Regions from separate parts of the Mus musculus genome. Here region 1 is linked to region 2. The links are chromatin contacts, called in public Hi-C maps. All regions are on one chromosome and are shown on one strand. The core of a region is the stretch at or near the end of the contact, and the rest is flanking DNA. Distances in the headings are between cores, read along the strand shown.

Region 1 (5,228 bases), core at 2,696-5,195, 79 kb after region 2:
ACATCAGACCATTGTTTTTCTTCTGATTATAGAAATAGCACAAAGAAAAATGTGTTTTCCAAATTGCCAGGGCTTCGAGGATGTGAATTTTTATTAATAACCAGATAGCGATAGTATGGAATTTAATGACACTAATACTATGAAAATGGTTGAGAGGAGGTAGGAATGTAAATGAACGTGAGAGCAAAGCATAACATTTGTTGTACTGCATGTAAACACAGAGAAGCGAAGCCTGGGAACAATGGATATCCATTGAGAAAAAAACCCATGGCATTAGAGAAGAATGAAACAAAGAAAACAGCATCCCTGTTTCTTGGCTGTGCTCCCTCCCCTTTGGGTTCAGAAAATAAAATTGAGACACACCAAAGGGGATGGGTAAAGCCTTGGAACAATGAATACTCGTTACCAGCATCAGCTGGGTATCTTGTTAGTGTTAACCTGATGCATTGCTAGCGAGCTGCAGTTAGAGCAGTAATTACAGTAAATAGAACCCATTTGGAATCCTCAAGCAAATATGAGCAGGCAAGAAAGATGAGCTGAAAAAAATCCATTACCCTTTGGAAGTTGTGGAAGCTTCGAATGGCAGCGATTTCTACAGTGGATTGCGTCCGACTAGGAAGCTGCAGTGTGAATGAATCTATCTCCCGCTCTCAAGTGTGTTTATATGGTAAATAAAATAAATTACTACCCATTCCAGCCATGTGCAGTTTCCTGGAATATTTGTCTTGGTAATTTAGGTAGAAAATGTAGGTAGAATTGAGAAAATCTCTCTCTCTCTCTCTCTCTCTCTCTCTCTCTCTCTCTCTCTCTCTCTCTCTCTCACCTGTGTTGTTTGGGTTCTTAGTAACACGAAATATTGTCATTCTGAAAAAGTAAATAAAAAGGCTGAGGGAGGATGTGAGAAGGTAGGTTTCACAGGCAGTGGGGCTGCACTTGTATATTTTGTGTATGGAAACTAGGGGCCAACCTCTAGTGTGGTTCTTCCAATGCCTTCCTCCTTGTTTTTGAGACAGAGGCTCTCATTGGCTTGAACTTCAACATATAGGCTGTGCTGGCTGGCCTGATAGTAAATCCCAGGGACCCACCTGTCCCTGACTCCCAAGAGCTGGGATTACAAGCATTTGTCACCATGCTTAGCTTCCTATGCAGTTTCTGAGGATCCAACTTACATCATCATGCTTGCGTAGTGAGCACTTTCCCAATGGACACACCTCCGCAACCCAGGGATAGGTTCTATTTGTAAAGACTGCTACACCAGGCCACCATGTCTGGATACTCACAGTCTTTTGGGAGGATGTCCATTCCCTCTGCTTAAGAGTTGCAGACACTTTCCCAACTCAGCCAGAGCAGCAGAAGGACTAAGGAGACCTTCCTCCCTGTCTTCAGCTTAGGCCTGTTGCTGTTCAGGCCCAGACCAGACATCCCTCTCTGGCTTCCTTTATTCATCCCCCCACTCCAGTGAAAAGATGTCTCCTCCTCCCCCAGCTTCTAGTGTCTTGGCCTCATGCCCTGAGCAATCCCCTGTTACCACCATGTGGATAATGACTGAAACTTAAGAGTGTGGAAATTGAAAGACTTAGCAAGAGTATAAACACACACACACAGACACACACCCATCCAACAATAGTTATTAAGTGGAAGCTCTGGGCCAGACATGATCCTCAGCCTGGTTGAAGACCCGTTTAATTCCTCGTGGGAGCTGAGATGTCCCACAACAGAAAAGTAAAAACACTAAAAACAGCATGTCTGTGAGCATAGCTGAGAGCTATGTGAGATGCTCAAGGTGTCACCTGGTGATTTGTGCCACTGAGTGACCCAACCCTATAGACCCGGCCATGGCACCAAAGGGTACCAGCCTTGGGGAGCTGCCTTGCTTTACTTTTCACCTTCACCAAATGGCCCCAGTTGACTGGCCTTCAGCATCTTTTTCTTGCCTGGGTACCAGGACAAAAGTTCATTAGTGATGGTAATAATACTAGCAGTTTTTCAGATAGTGTGGGAACTAATCAAAGCAGACATGGGACATATGACGTTCTGTTTGTTTTTTTGTTTTGTTTTGTTTTGTTTTGTTTTTTCCTGTCAGAGTAACTATGCAACCTCTTCAAGCCAAATGCATTTTAGTATGCACCCGTTTTGTTTTGTTTTGTTTTGTTTTGTTTTGTTTTGTTTTGTTTTGTTTTGAGACAGGGTTTCTTTGTGTAACCCTGGCTGTCCTGGAACTCACTTTGTAGACCAGGCTGGCCTCAAACTCAGAAATCCCCTGCCTCTGCCTCCCAAGTGCTGGGATTAAAGGTGTGCACCACCACCGCCCGGCTTATGCATCCTTTCCAAAAGAGAAATCAAGGGCCTTTGAATCAAGTGCTTACATCTAAGTACCCAGCTACCTACTTCACATCGATAGGTAAACATGGTGTGTTTTGGTGTTTCTAAGGAACTATCTGATTAAAAAAAACCAATATCCTCATTTTACAGGTGAGAAACTTAGACTCTGACTGCATGTCAAAGCTCAACCTCTGGAGTCAGCAGACATGGGTGTGGGACTAAGTTCTAACTTCTATTTATGAAACCCCAGGCTGTGTGCCCTTTCTCTTCCCTGTGCCTATGTATGCTCATCTGTAGAACAGGATGCCTGATTCAGCTAGCTGCTACAGAAACTGACTATCATGATTGCATAGTGTCCAAAGCCAGACAGAGAAGAAAGACTAAGTCAACTGATCCTCTACATCTGGGGCCAGTAGCAAAAATCCATGATTCCCTTGTCCGTAGGCATTCACACTAAAGACGGGTCACGGTGAAGCAAGCTTTAGTTATGCTCATGTGAGGAGCTAGAAGGGCCAAGGCCTCATGAGTCCGAGAGTAAAGCCACCAAACCACTGAGACACACTCTGAATGGCAAGGACAATGAAGCAGGTGGAGCCTAATCCTCAGACACTGCACAAACAACCCCAAAAGCCCAGGTCAGACCAAGGACAGGAAGGGAAGGATCACTTTGTACAGTGCTTCAGGGCTAGAGGGGGGAGGCAGGGAGAGAAGTGTTGTAGCAGGATGGGAAGGGCTGAGGATAATCCCGAGGTGGAATTCATATGACTCTAAACTGGCATTCTGGCCCTGGAGATGGGTCCCAGAGCACAGCTGTTCAGCTGTTTAGGGATTTGCAATTTCCCAGAGATCTGTGACTAACCTCGCTCCGAGAGAGACTGGGTTCGGTGACTTGGAGTGCAGCCTGCACACTGGAATCTAAGTGTTCTTCAAGTGGTTCTTGTTATGGAGTGAGGGCTCAGAGTCCCCAGCCTTGATGCTTGTCTTGGGGCCCCAAAGCTTGCAACTACCAGTCATGCAAGGGTCTTAGAGAAAGGTCAGACATCTGTGGATTCCCATTTCCATTGCTTTCCAGCCACCCACAGCCACTCCCTATTCCCTCTCTCTGTATCTCTTCCTATCCTTCCAATCCTGCTCCCAAATCCTACATCATCCTGTGCCTTTGGCCAGGAGGCCTTGACTCCATATTCCTCCAGTTTCCTCCTCCATGAGGTATTCTGTCCTTTATATCATTGCTCAGCCTCTACAAAATGTCTCAAAGCTCCTCTCACCATGGGATATTAAAGCTGCATGCTCCTTTGATGATCACAGGTTAACCCAAAGGTTCTGAGCTTTCCCATCTGTAAATGGAAGGACTGGATCTGCCTAGCAACACTGTAGTAAGATGAAGTGTGTGTGTGTGTGTGTGTGTGTGTGTGTGTGTGTGTGTGTGTAGTGAAGGCTTTAGGCACTCCTGGTATCCAGAAGGACCTTGAGAACATCAGCTGTGCCAGGACACAGAAGGAAAGTGGGTGTGACCAGGTGAGAATGTCATGATGAGGGGACCGTGGCTGTAAGTGGTGGGATAATGAGTGTCAAGGCTTTAATGTGGTGACAGAAGAAGCAACTGTGTATGCTGTGACAGCTGCAAAGGGAGTCCACTGTGCCGTGTGACATTCCATTTAAGGAATGCTGACATTCCACCCTGGCTCAGTCTAGCCATCCTCAAGAGTATCATGTTCTACTGGGTAGGGTGTGTGAGTGTGTATGTGTGTGTGTGTGTGTGTGTGTGTGTGTGTGTGTGTGTCTGGCCAACAGGACCTGGGGGTCCCTGACGCTCTCAGTTGTCTTTATTGCTTTCTCCAGACCAGCCCCTCAGACTCTAACAGAAGAGTGCCCCCCACCCACCAGTACCCTCATCCCCTGACTCTACTTCCGGGAGCTCCTGAGCCTCAGAGCAGAGGATCAAGGCTGGTGATGGAGAACAGAGCCCGATGCCCATTTATTGGAAGCCATTTTCCTCCTCAATATCTTCAGGAGAGGTGGACCGGCAAAGCGACATTCCCGCAGAAATAATTTTTCAATTTCTTATAATAGGACATAAAAGTCGGCCCGGGGAAATTGATTCCGTTCGGTGCTCCCTTTGTAGGACACTTTATCTTCCATTGCGGCCTCTGAATTTCAGCAATTTCTAAAGCCTGAGGAAGTCTCGCTTAATATTTTTTTTCTTTTTTGCCACCCTGGCAGAAGGCTTTTGTAGCTCAGCTGAATGTCTCTGCTGACCTGTCACTTCCTCACACTGTGGCCTGTGGGCCTGCCTCAGGTCTGAAGAGGTCACCCCACCTCCATCCCACACCCCCACCCGCCCCCCCAACCTGGTAGCAGATTGCTGCCTCCCCAAAGTTTTCCTCCAATGTAATTTAGTCTCAGCCTTTGCTCCTCCCTCCCATCTCTTGCCCCTCCCTTTTTCTTCCTCTTTTGATATTGACTTAGCCTAGGTTTTGCCTTTGCCCACGCTTTCATTTCTCTTTCTTGTCTTGTGACTCTGTCCCTAGGTTGCAGTTACTATTTAATAACTGTGGGACCTAGCAGCTGACCTAATCTTTCTGTATCTCAGCTTCTTAGTCTATAAGATGGGAATTAATAACACATACGTCAATGATGTGAGGGTTCCACATTACATATTCAATGAGCCCTAGGAAGGGAGGAGTGTACTCAAGGGGGAGGGAAGAGTGTACTCAGCGGGGGGGGGGGGGAGGGAGGAGTGTACTCAGGTGGGGAGGGAAGAGTGTACTGGGGAGAGGGAGGAGTATACTCAGGGGCTGAGAACAAGTGCTTGGCCTGTGGTCCTAGACAGGAGTCCCTGAACTTGGCCCTGGCCCCTGGAAGGAGCCATGCTGTTTTCAGTATACTAGGGTGATTCACAAAGG
Region 2 (5,323 bases), core at 454-2,953:
TTCCAGGAAGTACCTAGGACTGTAGAACAGTGTTCTTACTGCAGCCTTGAACAATCTCCCAAGCTCTCTCCCCTGGTATCTGAAAGCAGCACTGAGTTTGGCACCACCTACTCTGCCCAGCTTCAGTGCCTTCTCTCTGTGGGACCTTGATAAGCTACTTAATGTCTGCATGCCTTAGTTTCCCAGTTCATCAAATGGGAATAATATTGAGAAGTTGGCAGGGTTCTTAGCATGGTTATTGGGAAAGATCGTTTATGACAAGCATAGGAGTCCTTGTTACTGCTGAGTCAACATGAGAATTCCCAGAACCTGAAAAGTGATTTATTGACTTTTAGCTCTGTAGTGGATGGACTTGCCTGGCATTGCAAGGCTCTGAGTTCAATCCTCAGCACCACAGTAAGCAAGCAAACAAAAAAAAAAAAAAAAAAACAAAGAAGAAAGGACAGGAGTTTATTGAGGTATAGCTAAGTTCTGGCTTCCCTTTCCTTTCATTGATGATGGTTCCCCTCTGTGCTGTGGTTTTGTGAAGTGGCTTGGAGGGCCTGGCAAGACTCGGGAATTGCCAACACACGTCACTTGGTAGCTCTATGCATTCAAACACAGTCCTTAGAAATCTGTATTCACCCTCTTTTCAGTAATAAAATGGAAAATCGAAGTCTCTGTCTCCAAAAGGTTTGTGTGGCACTTGTATAGTATCTTTTGGTCAGTATCCTTTGTGACAATGGTGGCTTTTGGCACTGGCATATTTCTTCTTATTCCCCATCTGCTCAACTTCAGGTTTTGTGACCTGCTTCTGAAGCCCATTAGAGCACATCAGTAGTGGGAACATGTGGGGCTGGGGAGGCTCTGAGACTTAAGAGGGTTTGAAGATGCTCATTTTGCAAGGTTATACAAGCATAGCTCCAGGAGGACCTTGGATAATGATGGTACCTGTAGAAGGTGAAAGCCAGGGATATGTGGAGAAAGGTGAGCAGTTCACCCTGGTTCAGTATCAATTGTTCTTTTACTCCTTACACTCACAAAATCCTAAAGACTTTCTCTCTGCCTCTCTGAGTACCTACTCAGTGCTAGCTTTAGTTTCTAGTATCACTATAGGTCTCAACAGGCATTGCTAATGCCATCCCTGCAGTAGACTCACCTGAAATGTTCTTACCAAAGACCAGTTTCTTCTTTCCCCATAAATGTTCTCTGTCTCTCTGTCTGTCCCTGTCTCTATCTATCTATCTATCTATCTATCTATCTATCTATCTATCTGTCTGTCTGTCTGTCTGTCTGTCTGTCTGTCTGTCTCTCTGTCTGTCTCTCTGTCTGTCTCTGTGTGTGTGTGTGTGTGTAAGAGAGAGAGATGGGAGCCAGTGTGTGTGTGTGTGTGTGTGTGTGTGTGTGTGTGTGTGTATGTGTATGTGTGTGTGTGTGTGTGTGTGTGTGTAAGAGAGAGAGATGGGAGCCAGCAAAGCTATACAGCTAAGGGTGAGCAATGACACACAAGAGTAGAGCTTCATTAAATGTTCATTCCATCCCCTTTCCAAAGAAGCAGAAAGGATCCCATATTGGGTAATTTATGTATGAGGTGAGTGACCTAATTCACTAAATCCATGGGACTAGAATATGATAATCAAGGCTTTTTGCTCCACCCTCCGCCCTGCCACTGGCAAACTGGGGCATCTCAGTGGGAAAGTCAGCATTCTCCCTCCTCCTGTTCTGTTCCCTCCAACAGCTGCTTTCTGCCTGGTGGAAAAGGCCTTGCTTTGCCTGGAGCTGTCAGGATAAGCCTTTGGGCTACTTCTGCTCTTTTTTTTTTTTTTTGTTCTCTCCTGGGCTGTGCCCATTAACCAATCCTGCATAATCCCCTCAAATGTGCAAGGTCACTTCTGGATTCCCCAGGTAGAAGAGAGGATGTCTCATTTCTTTCAGCATGTCAAATGCACATCTCATGGTAGTAACCTTCCAAAGTTGTGCTGAAGACTTGTCATTGTGGAAGAGTCTGAAGGCTCTCAAGTTTGAAGGGTTTGGGATTTTCTTGTTGACAGTACAATTTGTTAAGAAGTCCTTGGCAGGCAAGATGACTTGCCTCAGTAAAAGTGCTTGCTACAAAAGCCTGATAACCTGATTATGAGTTTTGGAGTATATGTAGAAGGAGGTAACATGTTCTACAAGTTGTCCCCTGACCTCCACACATGTGCCATGGCATATATGTCTCTATCCAGTCATGTGCACACAGACAAGTAAATGCTAATACTGTTACTACTAATGATAAAAGTGAAGACATTATTCACTCCTTTGGATTAATTTTTCTGGAGATCATCTCAAATCTACGTCAAACTGGGAAACTGAATTGTACTACAGAGAGGCCCTTGACTGTCAGATGCAAGAGTGCTTTTCTGTAATCTCAGCAACTTGGTGTTCTGAGGCAGGAAGATCACACATTTAAGGTCAGCCTGGACAACATAGGAAGGTCTGTCCCAAAGAACAGACAAGACAAAATAACAAACAACACTTGTTTGTTACTTCTTGAGACTTGTTAAGTTACAGGTCCTCGGGATGGTAGAGATGACTCAGTGTACAAAGTGCATGTCACACAAGCAGGACAATCAGAGTGTGGATCCCTAGCACTTATATGAAAGCTGGCCACATTGTTTTGCTTCTATAACACGAGAACTGGAAGAGGCAGAGATAGGAGAATCCCAGAGGCTCCCTAACCAGCCTTAACCAAAATGGTGAGTCTCAGTGTCAATGCTAGACTGTCTCAAAAATAAGATGTCAGGAGATAGATAAAGACATCCATTGTCAATCAACTTCTGGGCTTTAAATATATATGTAGAGACACATGTCCTCATATGTCTGTGCACACTAGCATACACTACGCACAACCCCCTTGCCATAAACACAAACACAGATTCTTGTCCAGTGCATTGGAGAGTTGACCTGAGAGTGTGTTTCTGACAAGTTCCCCAGACATACAAATCCTGATGATGGAATCCCCTTCCTTGCCGAGCAGGGATCTCAAACTTGATCTTTCTCTTCCTCATCTCCCCATGTCTGTAAGTACCAGATGTGTATGCATCTGGACACCAGGATTGCTGTGGTGTCTGTCGTGACAGCTGCCGTGTGCCAGGCAACATAATAAACAGTGGCCATCATCAGCATACCAGGGACAAACTGCACTTACAGCCGGAACAGTGTGCTCTTCAGGCTCCCTTAACATCCTTAAATGCATTCAACTTTGTGACATATTGTGGAGGAGGGAGCAATTTTATTATTAAGGTATTACTTTAAAGATTTTACATATTTTTTTCATGTTTGGGAGCAGGAAATATAGTTGAATGATAGAGTGTTTGCCTAGCATGCATGAGACCATGGGTTTGATGTTCTGCACTACCGAAATTTTAAGAAATCATATTCTTATTCATGTGTTTCTCCTTGTGACAGCAGTAACCAGAACATTAAGGAGGCCTAAGGTAATCGCTAAGGGAATGTAAACAACACACGACCCTGTAGCTAAGCAAACACACTTGGTCTTTTCTGATATTGTTCTTCTTTACAACTGCTTGGAAAATGTTTTTAGATTTATTTATTTTTACTTTAGGTACTTGAGCACTTTGCTTGCACGTATCTATGTGTGCCACATGCATGGGGATCAGCTGAGGGCTTCAGACCCTTTGGAACTGGAGTTACAGTTGGCTGTGGCTCATCTCTGTGGCCCCTTGCCTGAAATTCTAATCTTCATCTACTCCTATTCTCCCCTGCCACATAGAGCAACTTAGATACATTACTTTCTGACTTTACTATTAAGATAATTTTCCATGCTGTTACATTTTTTTCTCCAGCATGCCGTTTAGATTTGTAATTTTCCATCATAAGGATGTGCCATTATTTATCTAATCACCCACTGCTGTTTCCAGTTCTCCACCACAGTAACTAACGCTGAGGTGCACATAACTGGGGGCTTTCCGTTTATTTCTTTCGCCTATTTTCTTTACTTGAAATTTCGAGGTCAAGGATGGTGTAGCACTTGAGAGCATTTGATGCATGCTGCTCATGGGACCACAGAAGCAAGAAGCCAACTTAGGTTCCCCCTAGACTGAAAGGAGCTTGATTGAAGGTGTTGTCATCATCTCTGTGTTAGATTGGGAGCTGCACCGTGGGTACCAGGGAATCTTGGGACAGTGTCACTGCACTCTGCCTCTGGACGTGTGTTCCAAACTGTGTCGTGCTAGGTGATCCAGCTGAACACAGACACATTTTCGTTCCTGAATTCCTGTGTAAGTGAGCAAGCAAAATAGAGAAGAAAGTTGCTTGTGGGGTCTCCCAAACTCTAGCTTCAAGTGTCTAACCACCTCTTTGATGTTTCTCTTGAACGTCTTATGGCTAACTTGAACTTTATGCATCTCAAACTTGAATTTTATGTGCCTTTTTATCAAATCGTTTTCTGTCAGTAGTCTTTGGCCTATCATGGCCAATGGGAACTACATCCTCTGCTTCATAGGACCCAAACATTGGAGTTGCCTTTAGTGCATGGTTTTTGTTGTTGTTTGTTTGTTTGTTTCCATGTCTGCATACAGAGCCATCGGGATATCTTAAGATGGTTCACCTTCAAAATAGACCCAGAAACTGACATATTTCATTATTATCTTTGCTGCTACCATCTGGGTCCATGTTCATCTTCTCTCATTCAGATAGTGGTTTCTTCTTGTCTTGGGTTCCTTGTCAGTCCTTGATCCCTTGCAGTTTCCAGTCATCGTAGCAGCTAAAATGATCCTCTTGTTATATCTACATTAGATCCTGTATTAAAATGTAACTCTGATCTGTCCCTTCCCTGCTCAGAGCTCAGCAAGGGACCCTTGCTTGCCTCAGGGCAATGGTCAATATAGCTCCAAAGCCTCCAAAGCCCTCTCACCAGGCTTCCCACCCATCTCCTGCTCAGATCACTCTCTCCCTCACTGTGTAGGACATCAGGCCTGGGTTTGTTTGTTGTTGTTGTTGTTGTTTGTTTGTTTGTTTGTTTGGTTTGATTTTTTTGTTTTTTGTTTGTTTGTTTGTTTGTTTTTTCGAGACAGGGTTTCTCTGTATAGCCCTGGCTGTCCTGGAACTCACTTTGTAGACCAGGCTGGCCTCGAACTCAGAAATCTGCCTGCCTCTGCCTCCCGAGTGCTGGGATTAAAGGCGTGTGCCACCACACCCGGCTCATCAGGCCCATTCTTGCTTCAAGGCTGTCCCTCTGCCTGGGATGCTTTCCCCTTTATATCCCCATGGGTAACTGCCCACTTCCCCGTCTCTGCTCTAATAGCGTCTTCTTGCCAAGCCTTAGTCTGACAATCCTGTT

What was found. Hi-C and Micro-C count contacts between places; a contact is called where the count stands out from the background.
Region 1: a contact with region 2 is called in a Hi-C map of muscle stem cells, with 1.9 times the contacts expected there. The contact joins two enhancer-like sites. A contact is called at or near these places in 7 of 484 Hi-C or Micro-C datasets (cerebral cortex, embryonic stem cells, forebrain neurons and 4 more), 7 of 115 datasets of contacts at active chromatin or transcription factors (craniofacial prominence, embryonic forebrain, embryonic midbrain and 3 more) and 2 of 9 other capture datasets (adipose tissue and embryonic stem cells).

The regions. Positions count from the first base shown.
Region 1 is chr7:96,298,071-96,303,298 of GRCm38.p6, forward strand. The region is part of intron 1 of Tenm4 (teneurin transmembrane protein 4); the gene reads left to right. Among named protein-coding and RNA genes, the nearest start is that of Mir6394, 5.0 kb to the right of the region's middle. Within about 2 kb of position 3,946, at least 18 of the 459 cell types and tissues checked have an H3K27ac peak or open chromatin away from gene starts, as enhancers often do. A contact at or near this core is called in muscle stem cells, where this site is marked.
Region 2 is chr7:96,221,083-96,226,405 of GRCm38.p6, forward strand. All of the region lies in intron 1 of Tenm4 (teneurin transmembrane protein 4), which reads left to right. Among named protein-coding and RNA genes, the nearest start is that of Mir708, 26 kb to the right of the region's middle. Within about 2 kb of position 1,704, at least 4 of the 459 cell types and tissues checked have an H3K27ac peak or open chromatin away from gene starts, as enhancers often do. A contact at or near this core is called in muscle stem cells, where this site is marked.